3 separate regions of the Sus scrofa genome follow, and all the other regions are linked to region 2. The links are chromatin contacts, called in public HiChIP or PLAC-seq maps. All regions are on one chromosome and are shown on one strand. The core of a region is the stretch at or near the end of the contact, and the rest is flanking DNA. Distances in the headings are between cores, read along the strand shown.

What was found. HiChIP or PLAC-seq counts read pairs in DNA pulled down with a chosen protein or histone mark.
Region 1: an H3K27ac HiChIP or PLAC-seq map of skeletal muscle shows a contact between it and region 2, with 7 times the contacts expected there. The contact joins two enhancer-like sites. A contact is called at or near these places in 2 of 47 Hi-C or Micro-C datasets (embryonic fibroblasts and fetal skeletal muscle) and 1 of 2 datasets of contacts at active chromatin or transcription factors (skeletal muscle).
Region 3: a contact with region 2 is called in an H3K27ac HiChIP or PLAC-seq map of skeletal muscle, with 3 times the contacts expected there. The contact joins two enhancer-like sites. A contact is called at or near these places in 1 of 47 Hi-C or Micro-C datasets (embryonic fibroblasts) and 1 of 2 datasets of contacts at active chromatin or transcription factors (skeletal muscle).

What each region holds. Positions count from the first base shown.
Region 1 is chr2:43,398,659-43,403,345 of Sscrofa11.1, reverse strand. No RefSeq gene overlaps it. Among named protein-coding and RNA genes, the nearest start is that of INSC, 610 kb to the left of the region's middle. Within about 2 kb of position 1,910, at least 53 of the 83 cell types and tissues checked have an H3K27ac peak or open chromatin away from gene starts, as enhancers often do. A contact at or near this core is called in fetal skeletal muscle and skeletal muscle, where this site is marked.
Region 2 is chr2:42,949,047-42,953,600 of Sscrofa11.1, reverse strand. It overlaps SOX6 (transcription factor SOX-6), which reads right to left. Exons shown (of 18, transcript XM_021085342.1): 11 at 4,474-4,554. Among named protein-coding and RNA genes, the nearest start is that of SOX6, 500 kb to the right of the region's middle. Within about 2 kb of position 2,465, at least 5 of the 83 cell types and tissues checked have an H3K27ac peak or open chromatin away from gene starts, as enhancers often do. A contact at or near this core is called in fetal skeletal muscle and skeletal muscle, where this site is marked.
Region 3 is chr2:42,663,875-42,668,899 of Sscrofa11.1, reverse strand. All of the region lies in intron 3 of SOX6 (transcription factor SOX-6), which reads right to left. Among named protein-coding and RNA genes, the nearest start is that of SOX6, 220 kb to the right of the region's middle. Within about 2 kb of position 2,504, at least 3 of the 83 cell types and tissues checked have an H3K27ac peak or open chromatin away from gene starts, as enhancers often do. A contact at or near this core is called in skeletal muscle, where this site is marked.

The DNA.
Region 1 (4,687 bases), core at 661-3,160, 450 kb before region 2:
GAACAATAGCATTTTCCCCGCCACCTTCCCCACAACTCCACGTCCTGCCATCCACCAACTGCTATTCAAAAGATCATAGGCCTCTGCTGCATGCAAGTTTGTATCATCTTGGATCAGTGAGCATCTTACTCCATTCAGGCAGCTATATCAAAATACCGTAAACTGAGGTGGCTCATGAACAACGAACATTTAGTTCTCAGGTTTCTGGGATGCTGACAAGTCCAAGATCCTAGACCTGGCAGATTCAGTGTCTGGTGAGGAACCACTTTCTTGTCTTCTCACTGTAACTTCCCATGGGGAAGTGGGCAAGGGAGTTTTCTCAGGCCTCTTTTATAAGGGCACTAATCCCATTCATGAGGGCTCTACCCTCATGATCTAAACTGCCAAAGGTCCCATCTCTAAATACCATCTCCTTGTAGGTTAGGATTTCAACATGTGAATTTGGGGAGACACAAACATTCAGACCACAGCCATGAGCAGTCTTTTGAAGGCCCAAGGGAAACATCCCCAGGTGTCAGGCTGCTTCCTGGTCAGTCTTGGCTACAGCCTTCTTTGATGGGCTTCCTGCATATCATTATTATTCCTACGTCTACTCATTTTTTGTTGCAGTTTTTTAGGGCCACACCCATGGCATATGGAAGTTCCCTGGCTAGAGGTCAAATTGGAGCTACAGCTGCCAGACTATGCCACAGCCACAGCCACAACACCACCAGATCTGAGCCACATCTGCGACCTACACCACAGCTCACAGCAACGCCGGATCTTGAACCCACTGAGCGAGGCCAGGGATCGAACCTGCGTCTTCATGGACACTAGTCAGGCTTGTTACCGCTGAGCCTCAGTAGGAACTTCCCTACTTCTACTGATTTAAAAAGAATGTTCACAGAAGTACCATGACCTGTCTAAGATGACACAGCCAGTAAGGCCATACTAGAGGTCAGGATGAATGCCCTAAAAGAGGGTGACATAAGAGATCCTGGTGGCATAGGGAAGGCTGAGGGGCATGCCTGACTCAGAATGAGGTTAGACTGTCACGACAGGTGAAGTTCTAACCCTCTGGAAGCTAGAAACAGGGACAGCGGCCATTCTTTGGAAGACCCACAATTGGTTCACTTTGACTGATCAGAAATAGCCCTCCAAATCCAGAGGCAGGATTTTCAGACCTTCTAAAGGGAGCTGTGGTCAGATGGGGTACAAGGGGCTTTTCCTAGTACTCCTGTTTCCCCTAGTGCCCATAACAGTGCAAGCCAGAGAACCGGGGCTTCAGATGGCCCAGCTAAGTTGCTCTCACACAACTGCAAAAGGATACTCAGAACAAAAGGAACAGGGTGTGATGGGAGGGTCCAGTCAGAGGGACCTGAACACTGTTCTCTGCCATCCTCAGTCCTGGGCAGCCCTGCCTATCGGCACCTCCCCTTCAGAGGCCTGTATGCCCTGCCCTGCAGTTCCCAGATTCGGACAGTAGGTGGCAGTGGGTCGTGAGAAATCTCTGTAGTCGCCTTCTGGGGCTTTGGAGACCCAGCCAGGAGAAAAACGTGGCTGGGCTTCGGCCGCGCTGGTGAGAAACGCCCCCGGGGTGGGGCGAGGGGGCTGTCCCGGGACCCTGCGGCTCCGCTCCGCTCCGGCCGAGGTCAGCGAGGACCTGGGAGGCAGCGCCCTGAGCAGGACATGGCGGGCTCCTCGGGGCTCCCGGTGCGCCGAAGCGGCTGTGCTGCCACGGGGAGCCCTTGGGGACCTTTACCCCTGGCGAAGGCCTTGCCCATTACCTTCTTAGCCAGAATGTGTGGCTGGCGTGGGAATTCATTTCCTACGCAAATAACTTTTTTTTTTTTAACTGAAGAAACTGCCATTCACAGAGGTTAAGAGATTTGGCCGTGGCCACAGAGCCGGCTGTGTCTGTGCAGAATTACAACCCAGTTCGGTCTGATGAGTAGGTGCGGGGTCCCCTTGTAAGAAGCGCCTGGGTCTAATCTGGAGTGGCTTCTCTCTGGTCTGCGTTTCAGACTCGTGGCTCAGCTCCGGTGTGGCCCTGGGCTAGTTTTGCCTCCACTCCGACGCGATGTTTAGCGAGGGAAGTAGCTGCGATGGCCTCTGGGTGGCCTTCGAGGGCCCTAATTCGCTCCCCAAGCCCGAAAGGTACAGCCTCCCCCTGCCCAGCATCCGGACCCTAACAGAGCTGGCCCGCCTGTCTGCCTCCTCTAATAAGTAATACTGGGTCTCATCCCCTCTCACAACCTCTGACATTTTAAAGCACTTTTACACTTGAGAATTCGTTAGATCTTTACAATCACCCTGCGAGGCAGGCAGAAAAGGGGTGTTTACTTTTACAAAAGGGAAAAACCGTGCCTTCAGAGAGGTGATTTGCCAGTCAGTGAGTAGCTGAGCCCGGTCTTGAACCCTAGGTCTTACCAGCTGCCTCCCTCAACCGGGAGGGAGTAGAAGTGCTGGTGCGAGAACTCTCCTGCGGCGAAGGCCGCTTCCGCGCCTGCCTCTTCCACTCCCGACAGCGGCGGGCGGGGAGCAGCGGACAAATTAATTCACGCAATCTTTACATTATGTATAATGCTGCATGATTTTATTTTGCTTCATTCCCGAAATCTTTTACAGTAATTAGTAGCCGAGTAAAATATAAAAATTAATGCAATATAACACTTTAATGGTAATAATACACCATCCTGTCTAATTAATAAAATCTGTTGTTTCCAAGCACGATTATTTATTTGACAAATTGATAGCACACATCCTGTTCATACCCTCTTTTCTGGCTCCTATCCTTTCAGTTTATTGAATAAAATTGTAGCAGGAAAATAAACAGATTGTCTTCTGACCTGACAAGCAAGTGAGAAATAAACCCCTCACTCATACATCTCTAATTGTTCTCAACAATATTCTCCAACACATGTCCAAGTCTGTTAGAAATGAATCTCAATTTCTCCTTCCTTTTTTTTTTTTTTTAAATAATTGTATCTCCTTATTATAGAGGAAAGAGACCTAACTACCCTTTTTCTCGGGCAGTCTGGGGAGATGAATTTTGTGACTGTTTAGAGATTCTGATGGCTCGCTGATGGAGCTATTGCTCTGCTCTGCAGAGAGGCAGTCCCGGGCTGCTCTGAGCTACTGCTATGGAGGAAAGCTGAACCCACCTCCGAGGCAGGGAGGAGGCAGACGGGAGGATTGTCATCAGGAGTTAGGAAAACAAAACCTAGAAAAGGGTTAGGGCAGAATACTCAGCCCTGGCAATATTTATGGCTAAGGGGTGAGAAACAACGTCCAGTGTTGTTGCGTGTGGAACTTGGGATGAAACACTGATCTAATTACAAACCAGACCTAACGTGTATTATTTTATGTAACACAGGGACATTTTATATGCTGTGAAAATATGAAAGCATGTTAAGCTATAAATAGGGATGATGAAGCTAAGACACCGAGAGACACAGAGACAGATGGAGAGAAAGACAGAAAGAGCAAGACAGAAAGAGAAAGAAGAAAAAAAAAAAGAGGGAGAGTCACCATCTGAGGGTTATTTTGCAGCATTTTTCTCTGAAAGAAAGATTGTGATGTGATCTATGTTTGGGGTGTTTGGGGAAAAGCTATGCTATGCCCAGCTTTCAAGCTACATTTGCTATAATAAAAAAGGAAAAATCTCCAAGTGCACAGGTGAAAAAAGTCACCCTCTCGTGGAAACTGGCCTCAGTACACAAACAGAGGTGTGCACACCTAAATACACACACACACACACGCACACACACACACACACACCCTGATGGATTTCCAGAGCCCTTTCTAATGAAAAGCTCTATGATCCCATATGCACCAGGCCCAGCGCACGCGCACATACACACACACACACACACACCAGTCACAATGAGACAGGACAAATGTGTATATACCCTGCTGAGCCCAGGCCATTGCGTCAATGTACTCTTGCCCCACTGCTGAAACTTCCTGGGCCACCCTGCCTTCCCTGAAATCTCAATACTCTGATCTTATTAAACCTCCCCCACCTTTTCCTATTGACCCAGTTCCCCACCTCATCACCATTATAAGCTAATTATTTTAATAATAATTTTAAGAAGACTTTAAATAAGATTTGCTTGAGAGCATTTCCTAGTATCACTGGAATCCCGTAAAGTAGAGGATTCCTTCAAGCTTCTGCCAACCCCCAAGTATACAGAAGGTGATTGATAAGTGCAGTTTGAGTGCTTTACCTTGTATAAAGTGCTTCCCTATGAATTGTTTCGGGGCAGGGGTTACTATATATGTATTTTGTAGATGAAGACACATGCAGCCTCTTTCCAGGAGGGAACAATTGGGGTATTTATTGAAAAAGAATATTTACTGAACATTTTCCATGGGTAAGATACTACCTACACAATTTATAGGTATTAGTTCATTTAATTCTCAAAATAACTCCAATTGTTCAGTTATTACTCCCAATATGATAGATGTGGAAGCTGACATTCAGAAGGTTTGTGTAATTTGTCCCAAATTATACAATATGTGATAAGCCTTGGGTTTGAACCTTCATCTGTCTGAATTTGCAGTTCCTCAAAGCCATGTTCTAATCCCTTCTCTTGAGAGTCAATGGCTAAATGACTCTGAGCAAGTAATGTTAACTGGGACTCAGTTTCCTCAACCATAAAGCAATTAAAATCCTCACTTCATGGGATTGATAGGAAGGCTAAAG
Region 2 (4,554 bases), core at 1,216-3,715:
TTTCTGGTGTTTTAAGGCTCTAATTATACTTCTTTCCTCAAATCTTCTTCGAACTACACATAATGCCCATCAAATATAAGTGAAAATGTATTTATACTGATTTTTAAATTCTTTATATTTAATCCCTTTCATTTAGGCTACCACCCATACTATCATTATAAGAACTTATCTGTTAAAATATGTTCCAACTAAAGCTTGGTAGGCTTTGAATGCTCGATAAAAATTATTCTCTGAGGCTAATGAAGACAGAAACTCTGCCTGTAACAATATTAAGTTTGTTTTCTCTGGTGATTCAGAGAAGTGAGCAATCTGTCAGTAATACATTGAGTGAAATTACTTGTCTTGTAGGAATAACTGCTGACAGTCACTTTATTTCAGGGCTGACCCAAACATCTCCCTGCTGACAAACAAATTACTATGTCTAACTTTGAAAAGGTAACTAGCTTGTTTTTAATTTTGATTGGTCTTTCAGAATTCCTCACACACACACTCACCCCATCCTTCATTGTATTAAACAAAAAAAAAGTACCAAAAAGTGTTTTGAGGGGACAGGTTTGAATTCATGAGTTTAAAAAAAAGTAAAGGAAGAAAAGTCTATCATTTGGAACTAAGAAAAAGGACTGTTATTGCTTCTTTCCAAGACTGTTATACAGATAAAACTAAGTGTGTCTACCTTACATTAAGACTGGCACTGCCGCCAGTGACTGACTGGGTGAGTGAACACATTACCGAGACAGTATTGTAGGAATTAATTTTCTTCAATAAAGTGATTTTTAAGGCTCATATATTTCACAATCTAAACATATGTCACTGTTTCATAAACAAAATAAATGGATTAAAATAATACATTACCAATATGCTGACATGTGGAGATATTTTAATTAGAAATTCTTAAACTGTGTGATATTTAACTGCTGTATTTGCTAAAGAGAAGCATGCATCATTTAAATAAGAAGGCATGAGACAGGTGTATCACTTTGCATGATATGATAACAGATTGTATTTAATATAAACTACAACAATAATGCAACATTACTTCCAATTAAAAAATGAAACAAAACAAGATTACTTTAAGGATCTATCATATTGGAAGAAAGAACATAAAATGAATCAATACACTAAAACCACTTTTCATTTAAAAAAATCATTCAGAGCTTAGTTTCTAAGACAATATTTCTTCAGAAACAATCTAACATCTTAGCTATTTAAAGGCCATATTTACATGACTGTCTCATTATACTGGTCCCCCCTTTTGACTTACTTGAAGGACCAATGCTAACATAGCTGAGGAAAGCAAATGGCAACTGGTCCTGAAATTTATACGGGTAGAGAATTGGAATAAGTAGCAATATAATATATTGTTTACTGTAGCAAGTGCCCTCTGTTCTCTAAAGGTCAAAAGCACTGTAACCTTAGAGTTACAGTTTCTGATTGTTCCCCGGGTTAAATACATTATCAAAATTAATGGTTCAAGTTCCTCAACCTTCAGATATATGAGTATTCGTGCCTCCATCTGCTGAACTGTTCAACTAAAAATAGCATTCTTTGGCCTTCTCTCTCCTAATATTGTGCCCCTGAGGCAGAGAAAATCATGCCTTAGATCAGCACAGAGTACAAAAAAAAAAAAAAAAATCTTTCCTAAGTCTTTCTTATTTTAAAGAAAGAAAGAACAGAGATATACTAGTGTAAAGAGGATCTTACCACTTTAAATACCTTTTCTCTATCTGTTATCAAAGTTTCAGGCTTCCGGAGTATCACTATAAATGCTGCTAAGGTTTACCCAGGCCCGTTAATGTTAGAAGTGACAACCTTTGAAAGACAAATTAACTGCATTGTCAGGTAGAAAAGACCACTTCTGAGCAAGCAATACAGCAGGGTATGTGTTGAGGTGGTGGTGGAATGTATGTGTTGTGGATTTTCTTCCTAAGAATCTCCAATTAGAAATAAAACGCTTTAACATAATTGTAATGCTTTCTCAGTATCCTCAGTTTATCATGATCATAATTGTTGACAGTGCTGTGACATTTTAGCTTGTCAAAAGAGTAGAGAAAATCCTAGCTAGAAAAGAAAGTAGACTTTAAAATCAATACAGCAAGATATTATTACATTTTCTCTTTACTATTACTCAAGATTTAAAATGTTAGTGTCTGTAGCAGCTTAGATATGGGTGTCTACCATGCTGTTCATGGAAACCCCAAAAACATGTTATATTCACACCAGGAAAGTCTGAGAAACCTGCCTTTCAAACAAGGTCAATCTTTCCTAAGCAGTGTACCATACAAGCAAACAAAGCAAAGGTTTCCTGACATTGAGGAAAAAGGTGCAAAAAATGGAAGCAAGAGAACAGAGCAAGAGCAAGAATAAACAAAAACCCAGGAAACTCTCAAACCAGCCCAGACTTAAACTGCAAAGCTATGAGGGCCTCTGCCTTAATGGGTTCTGTATTTAGCCTAATTAAATTGACAGACATGAGACATATGTTGTACTACTAGATCAGTATTGCTGCATCACTACACAAATCTGGCACTCACGTATAAGACATAGCAGTTTCCAGAAACCCAACAGAAGCCAGGATTGACAGCATCAGGGGTCTCTGACAGTGGGGGGAAGAGAAGTCACCCTAAGTGAAAAATTGGTAAAAGAAGAGATTGGATAGAAAACTAACTAAGGGAAGATTGATGGGATAGAATGTAATACCTTAAGAGAAAATGAAAGTCAAAGAGGAGAGGAAGTTTTGAATTTGAGCCAAGGCCACCTGCTTCCACATTCTTCCAAGCACTTAAAAGTTTAACAAACAATCTGTCCTGAGTATGTAAGCTTGCTAACTGTCATCACACAGAAAGGCTTGTTCTTAATGTCCAGTGATCTCTCTGCTCAGCAATTGTAAGCACAGTTGACTTTCCGAATGTCTAGAAATAGGGCACCTTCTCTACAGCCAAAAGAAAGCCTTAGAAAAGAAATTCCTTCTGGCTGTATAGAAGACAGTGGATACTCTAACAGTATATGCCCTGTCATGTGTGGATGGAAACCCCCTATATACTTATACGTCAAAGGAAAACAGGAAAGAGGAAGCAAGTGACAAGCTCTGAACTCTTCCTTAGGCTACTTCCAAGGTGGCCTTTGATCTTGTCCTCTTCTTTCTTCTCAGAAGTGAGCATTCTCTATCATTTTCTAAAAATGCAGATCCACACACAGCAGAAAAGATAATGTCAAAGGGACACTTTATTGATTACATAGAATTTGATATGCATTGACTGGTAGGGCCAATGGAAGCTGAATATACAACTTTGCTAGATGTAAATGTTTTCTTGTTCTGAATTGGGTTTACCATCCTAAGTTAGAACATAAATTTAGTATTAGAGCTAACCAAGAAAGTTAAAGTGTATTTAGGTAACTTGTCTCCATTTTTTTTTTGGTGATTCAACAGATACCTGGCAAGCCAGAGAGGTACACCAGTGATATAGGAGAAGAATTAAGCATGATATTGGAGAAAGGAAGACTAGATCCCCATAGCAGAAAGGGGCTTTGTTTTCAAAAGAGCCATATGAGTCTTCTTCACCCGTGTAGTAAGAAGAGCCCACAAAAACAACAAAGAGCTTTACTGGAATTTAAATATGAAAGAGATATCTTAGAATTTTATGGGGCAAAAAACAATCACTCATGCCCAGGCACTCAACTCCACTTTAGCCAGAGAAAACTAAATTAGGAAACCCAAATTAGGTAGAGTTAGAAATCCTAACTGTGTAATAATTCTGGCTCAGAGTTTTCTGCTTGTTTGTTTGTTCTTCTTAGGGCCACGCCTGCAGCATATGGAAGTTCCCAGGCTAGGGGTCAAATTGGAGCTGCAGTTGCCGGCCTATGCCACAGTCACCGCAACATGGGATCTGAGTCACATCTGCTACCTACACCACAGCTCATGGCAACACTGGATTGTTAACCCCCTGAATGAGGCTAAGGAATCAAACCCATATCCTCAGGGTAGTAGCTGGGTGCGTTACTGCCGAGCCATGACAGGACTCCAGAGCTCCAAGAATATTCTGTAGCCTCAGTTAAATAACTTAATATCTCTGAATCTCTGATGTTTTGTCTATAAAAGCAGGATTATACTTTATCAACTCCATAGGTTGTTATATAGTCAAATGAGGGTTTTTTTTTTAATGTTTAAGTGTTTTAAAATAGTATACAACTCTATATATTAAAAAGCTAGGAGAAATAAAGATGGTTTTTGAAAGTACTCAGAATGTAAAGAATTTGCCTAAATATATAGCAATAAACAGTCTACTTCAGAGGCATGGGGTTTGCCTTTTTCTCTGAAAGAAAAGGAGTAAAAATGAGCCTCCTTAAGAATAAGAAAAAGGGAAGGATTACATTTTAGCGTTTAGGCTGAGTGTTTGCCACTTTTTAAAAAAGCCTAGAATATGACTGAACAATCCAGTCCCCCACCCAATGAAGCACCAATGGAAGCATTCATACCTCAATCTGTTTGTGGTTGTAAGAGTGGCCACCACCATGTTCAAAGGTGTCCAAACTCCTGCCAAAACGGTCACTTAGGCC
Region 3 (5,025 bases), core at 1,255-3,754, 280 kb after region 2:
CTCATAGTAACTTGGCTTTGGTTATAATGTTAATAAATGGTAGACAAGATTCAAACCTGTTCCTGCTGACTTTAAACCTGATGCTTTTAACTTTTACATTCTATTCCCAATGATATCACTTAACCGAATGCTATGTGCCAAGAACAATGTTAGCTGCTTTCCATAGGTTAGCTCTAAGACCCATAATAACCTAAAAAAGTAAATGTTATTGCCTCCATTTTACAGTACAGAAAACTGAAGCTCTGGGAAATTAAATAACTTACCTAAGGTCACAAAGCCAGTAAGAGGCAGCACCAGAGCTTTAACCCTGGTCTGTTTGGCTACAACCTTTTCATTGCATTATGATGTTCCTATTCCCATTCCCTACTCCTTCTCTCCACCATGAGAAGCTGCCTCATCTCTACATTTCCAGATCACACATTCAAGGCTCAGCTAATATATTACCTCCTCCAAAAGCCTTTCAAGAATATATTATCCCACCATTGCATTCCTACTGCAGTTATTTCTTGTAACATTCACTTACCTTGATCAAGACAGACCTATATTTGTCAGTACCCTGTTCTGTTTATGTTCTATGCCCTCAATCAGTCAACCCATGTATGCGCCCTGAAGCAGATTCTTCAGGCAATTTGTACTATCTAAATATGCCTTACATTACCTTCAATCAAGCCTCTAAAGGGGGACAAGAATTTTGTCATATAATTTGTATCCCCAAGATAACTGGCAGAATCCTAAGCACATATTAGGGCTTAATAATGTATTGATTGGCTCCAATATTCTTAATCATAGGAAATTTTTAGTAATAACAACCATAACAGCTAACCCTATATATATACATACATATATATGTGTATGTGTACACATACACACATATATATATATATATATATGAATGAACTCAATCCTCACAATGATGAATAATGTACATACTCCATTTTACAGAGGAAGGTGAGGAACATAAAAGCAAAGTGACTTGTCACAAGGTTACACAGCTAATAAGAAGCAGAGGCAGGATCCAAATACATGCAGTCTCAATCCAGAGTCAGCATTCCCTTGACTACTTTACAAATATTATCTTCACTCAATAGATAAGATTAAACAAATCTCACATCTTAAAAAATTATAAAACTCACACATTACTTCTGCTGTAAACACTGTATTAAGGAGATATGGAAAGAAGAGTACCTGCATATAGTATGAAAAAAAAAAACTGAGCAGTAGATCCAAAGCTACTGGGAAAACAAGAAGAAAGGAAAATTGAGAAGCATTTCTCTTTAGAAAAAAATTAGAGTGTGCCAACTGTGCCATATTTGCAGTCTCTGATTTATAAAGCATCCATCCTGACTTCCTCTCATTAATACACCAAATTATATAGCATACCTCAGACTAAGCAACCATTATTAGCACAAGCTCTGCAACTCTACACCAAAATCATATAATTTTGAACCAGTGAAATGCCACCACCTCTGGGCTGACCCACACAACAGCTATTTAGGGTGTCAGAGAAATGGCCTGAAGAAGATCCAAGAAAAAACTGGAAAGTAGAATGTTGATTTCCAAATCCTTCAAACTTGATTAGGATCTTGCAAAAGTCGGGAAGAAAAATACAAGGTATATTTCTACTTTAAAAAGGCAACAAAAAATTCTTGATAATGTAAAGATGATGAAAGTAGAGGCAAGTGATGTAGATTTGTATGTAATTCATAATTTATGAAGCATTTTCTTGTACATCATTTCTTTTAATTCATACAGTAACTTGAAACCAGTAGTCCATCATCTCAAAAAACTCAGCCTCTACAAATAGGACTCAGAGAAGATAAATTTCCATTGTTATTTAGCTATAAAGTAGTAAGACCAGAACTAAAATCCAAGTCCTTTCAAACAAAGCTCCTTTCCTTGCAACATGGGGTTTCCTTTTAAGAAAAATAAAAACAAACAAACAAAAAAGCCTCTTGTGTTATAGAGACGTAATAGTGATTGCAAAATAGAAAATGACTAAACACAAGAATGACAGGTCTCATTTCTCTGTTCTTGGAAGAAAAATCCACATCTCCCTCTTGAGAATAAAATAATAAGTAATGAGGAGTTCCCGTCGTGGCGCAGTGGTTAACGAATCCGACTAGGAACCATGAGGTTGCGGGTTCAGTCCCTGCCCTTGCTCAGTGGGTTAACGATCCGGCATTGCCATGAGCTATGGTGTAGGTTGCAGACGCGGCTCGGATCCCCCGTTGCTGTGGCTCTGGCGTAGGCCGGTGGCTACAGCTCCGATTCAACCCCTGGCCTGGGAACCTCCACATGCCGCAGGAGCGGCCCAAGAAATAGCAACAACAACAACAACAACAACAAAAAGACAAAAGACAAAAAAAAAAAAAAAAAGATGATAAGTAATGAATAAAGCCCTCCTGGTTGCTTTCCACCTCCATGTTGCCTAACTTTACTCCTCCCTCCCTGAATCTGGACAGTGAAGCATCTCTGTAACACAATACACCACCACAGTGGTGACACAGATACATGAAAAACAAGTCCCATGACTCTGCTTAGGAAAATGCCAAAGGAAAACCAGAGGAAATCTAGAACCCTGAAAATAAATCAATTATCCCCATATAGCACAGCATAATTCTCCAAGGGAAAGTAAAATAAAGGGTGATGGAAGCTCTGTGTGGTGGGCTATAAGTATGATGGGGAGAATAGGGGATCTAGGGCCTGGAAAAGGAAGAAAAATTAAAAAGCAGGCAAGTTTAGATTTATCTACAGTTTGTTATGGCTGCAGAACTCTATGCCACAAAGTAAAGGAAACTGCTGCTTCAGAGTTCTACAATTTCCTGGGGAGCAGAGATCAACAAACAAATCCACCCTTTCTCAGAACTAACACATGAAACTCTTTCAACATTCATATTCAAGGAATGACAAGTCAGACATTTCATTGCAGAGACAGCCAATATGATTATGCCCACAGAGGATATCCCTGTTTACCTCTCTAGTCATAGAGATGCCCATAAGCCTTGGCATGTTGCCAGTCTAACATGTAAACATATGGTTCCAGATAAGGAAGGTGCTACATAAAACCAACATTATTTTTCTCACTATTCTTTTATTAATTCATTCAATACATATATGTATATGCCTGACACAGTGGTAGATTCTTGGGATAAGGCAGTGAACAAAATATAGTTTCTGCCTTCATAAACTCACATTCTAAGTGAGTATTCAAAATCTTAATACCGCTAAGATTTCTTCCACCTCTAAGATTCTATGGTTCCATTACTAAAGAAAAGGCTTCAGTTGCAAATGTCCCTGGCAGAGAAACACTTTGAGCACCTAAAGGAAAAGGATCATCTTATAGCCTCAGCATCTAGCATGATGTTTAATGCTCAGTCAAGGTTTTTAAGTGAATGAAGAAAATTGCTATGTTAAAGATATGGAAACTGAGATTCAGGATGAAGAAATAAATTACCTACGGTAAATTATTGCGAAGTGGTAGAGCTAAGAACTATACCCTGACCTAGTGCTATTCTAGGGACACCAAAAAATCTTGATGAAATGGATTAGGACTTTATTTTTAAGGACTATTCCATTATTGAAAGTCAGCTCCCCAACAGTGAATCTCTGCATCTTTGCTTATATCTGAACTTACTAGTACTAGAAAACTTAACAAGAGATAAGATCTGAAATAGTTTAGAAATGAAACTACCCTTAAAAATTACCTAGTTCTATCTCCTTACTTTTCAGATGAAGGAACTAATTCGAGAAAGACAGAAATTTGCCTGCAATCCCACAGCTAACTATGCTTAGCACCAAAACCCAAACCAAGTGTGCTATTCCATCACCACACTGTCTCTCCCGAGTTTCTTGACAATAAGAATTACCGAATTTTTTTTTTTATATTCCCACCAACACTCAGAAGCTGCCCCACATATACAGTGTGACTGGCATATTACATTACCCAACAAATTAACTATTAAGGAAATTTTGTCTTCAAAGCTAACTTTTCCTCCTCCCCAAAATCTCTCTATTCCAGTTAGACCAGAGAATTTTTAACACCTTTTGGACCAAGATCCTGAGCTAAAAGACTCCAGCAGGAAATAGCCAGCTCAATATACAGCAAGAATAACCTTATGCTAATATTCTTTCCTTGGGGAAAAAGGAAACTGTCAGGACTTAACAGGACAAGACCTTCCCCAGTGGGTTTTGCTAGAAAATAATTGGGCGGCCCAAAGACTTGCCTTTTCAGAGAAAGAAAACTTTACCTATAACCTAGCTGAAGAGGAATTTTACCGAGCTGCACTTACAAAGATGATCTACTCTGCAGTCAGGCTTCCCTTAGGGAAGTCAGAAACTTCACAGGAACACTAAATTGGGAGCAATAAGACTTTAACTCTTATTCTAGTCTGTCGCTAATAAGTTATTTGACATTAGGCAAAAATCACTATCCTCTCTGGAGTTATTTGACTCACCCAAAAGCAGGGATAATAATACTTGCCACGATTACCTCAAAGGATAGTTACGTAGAATATATGAACTAATGGCCATTATATCAATTTGAAAAGTATAAAGCACCATGCAAAAAGTATAAAGCATACGCAAATATGAGGTAGTACAATTAATTACTAGTATTATTACTCAGAAACATTGCATATTTTAGAAGCCATAAAGCCTCTATAATCACTTATAAAGAGGCAGAAGCAGTGTGACACAGCAGGAAGATCCCTATTTTGGAGTCACATAGCCCTAGGTATGAATCTAGACTCTGTGACCTTGACAAGTTTTTAAACTTTTAAACTTCAACAGTGTCCTCCTCTGAAAATGGACACATTATTACTGTGAAACTGGTAAGAAGAATAAGTAACAAATATTTACAAATATACACTTAAAAGCATCTTGTTATTATAGTATAAAATGGTATCCTTTCTTTTTCCAGAGAGCTTAGAACTTCAGAGTTTTATCTAGCATTCACACCATGGGAGCAGTTGAAACATCTATAATGTCAAGCAGTTGCAGCTGATTTAAAATGAAAAAAATCACTAC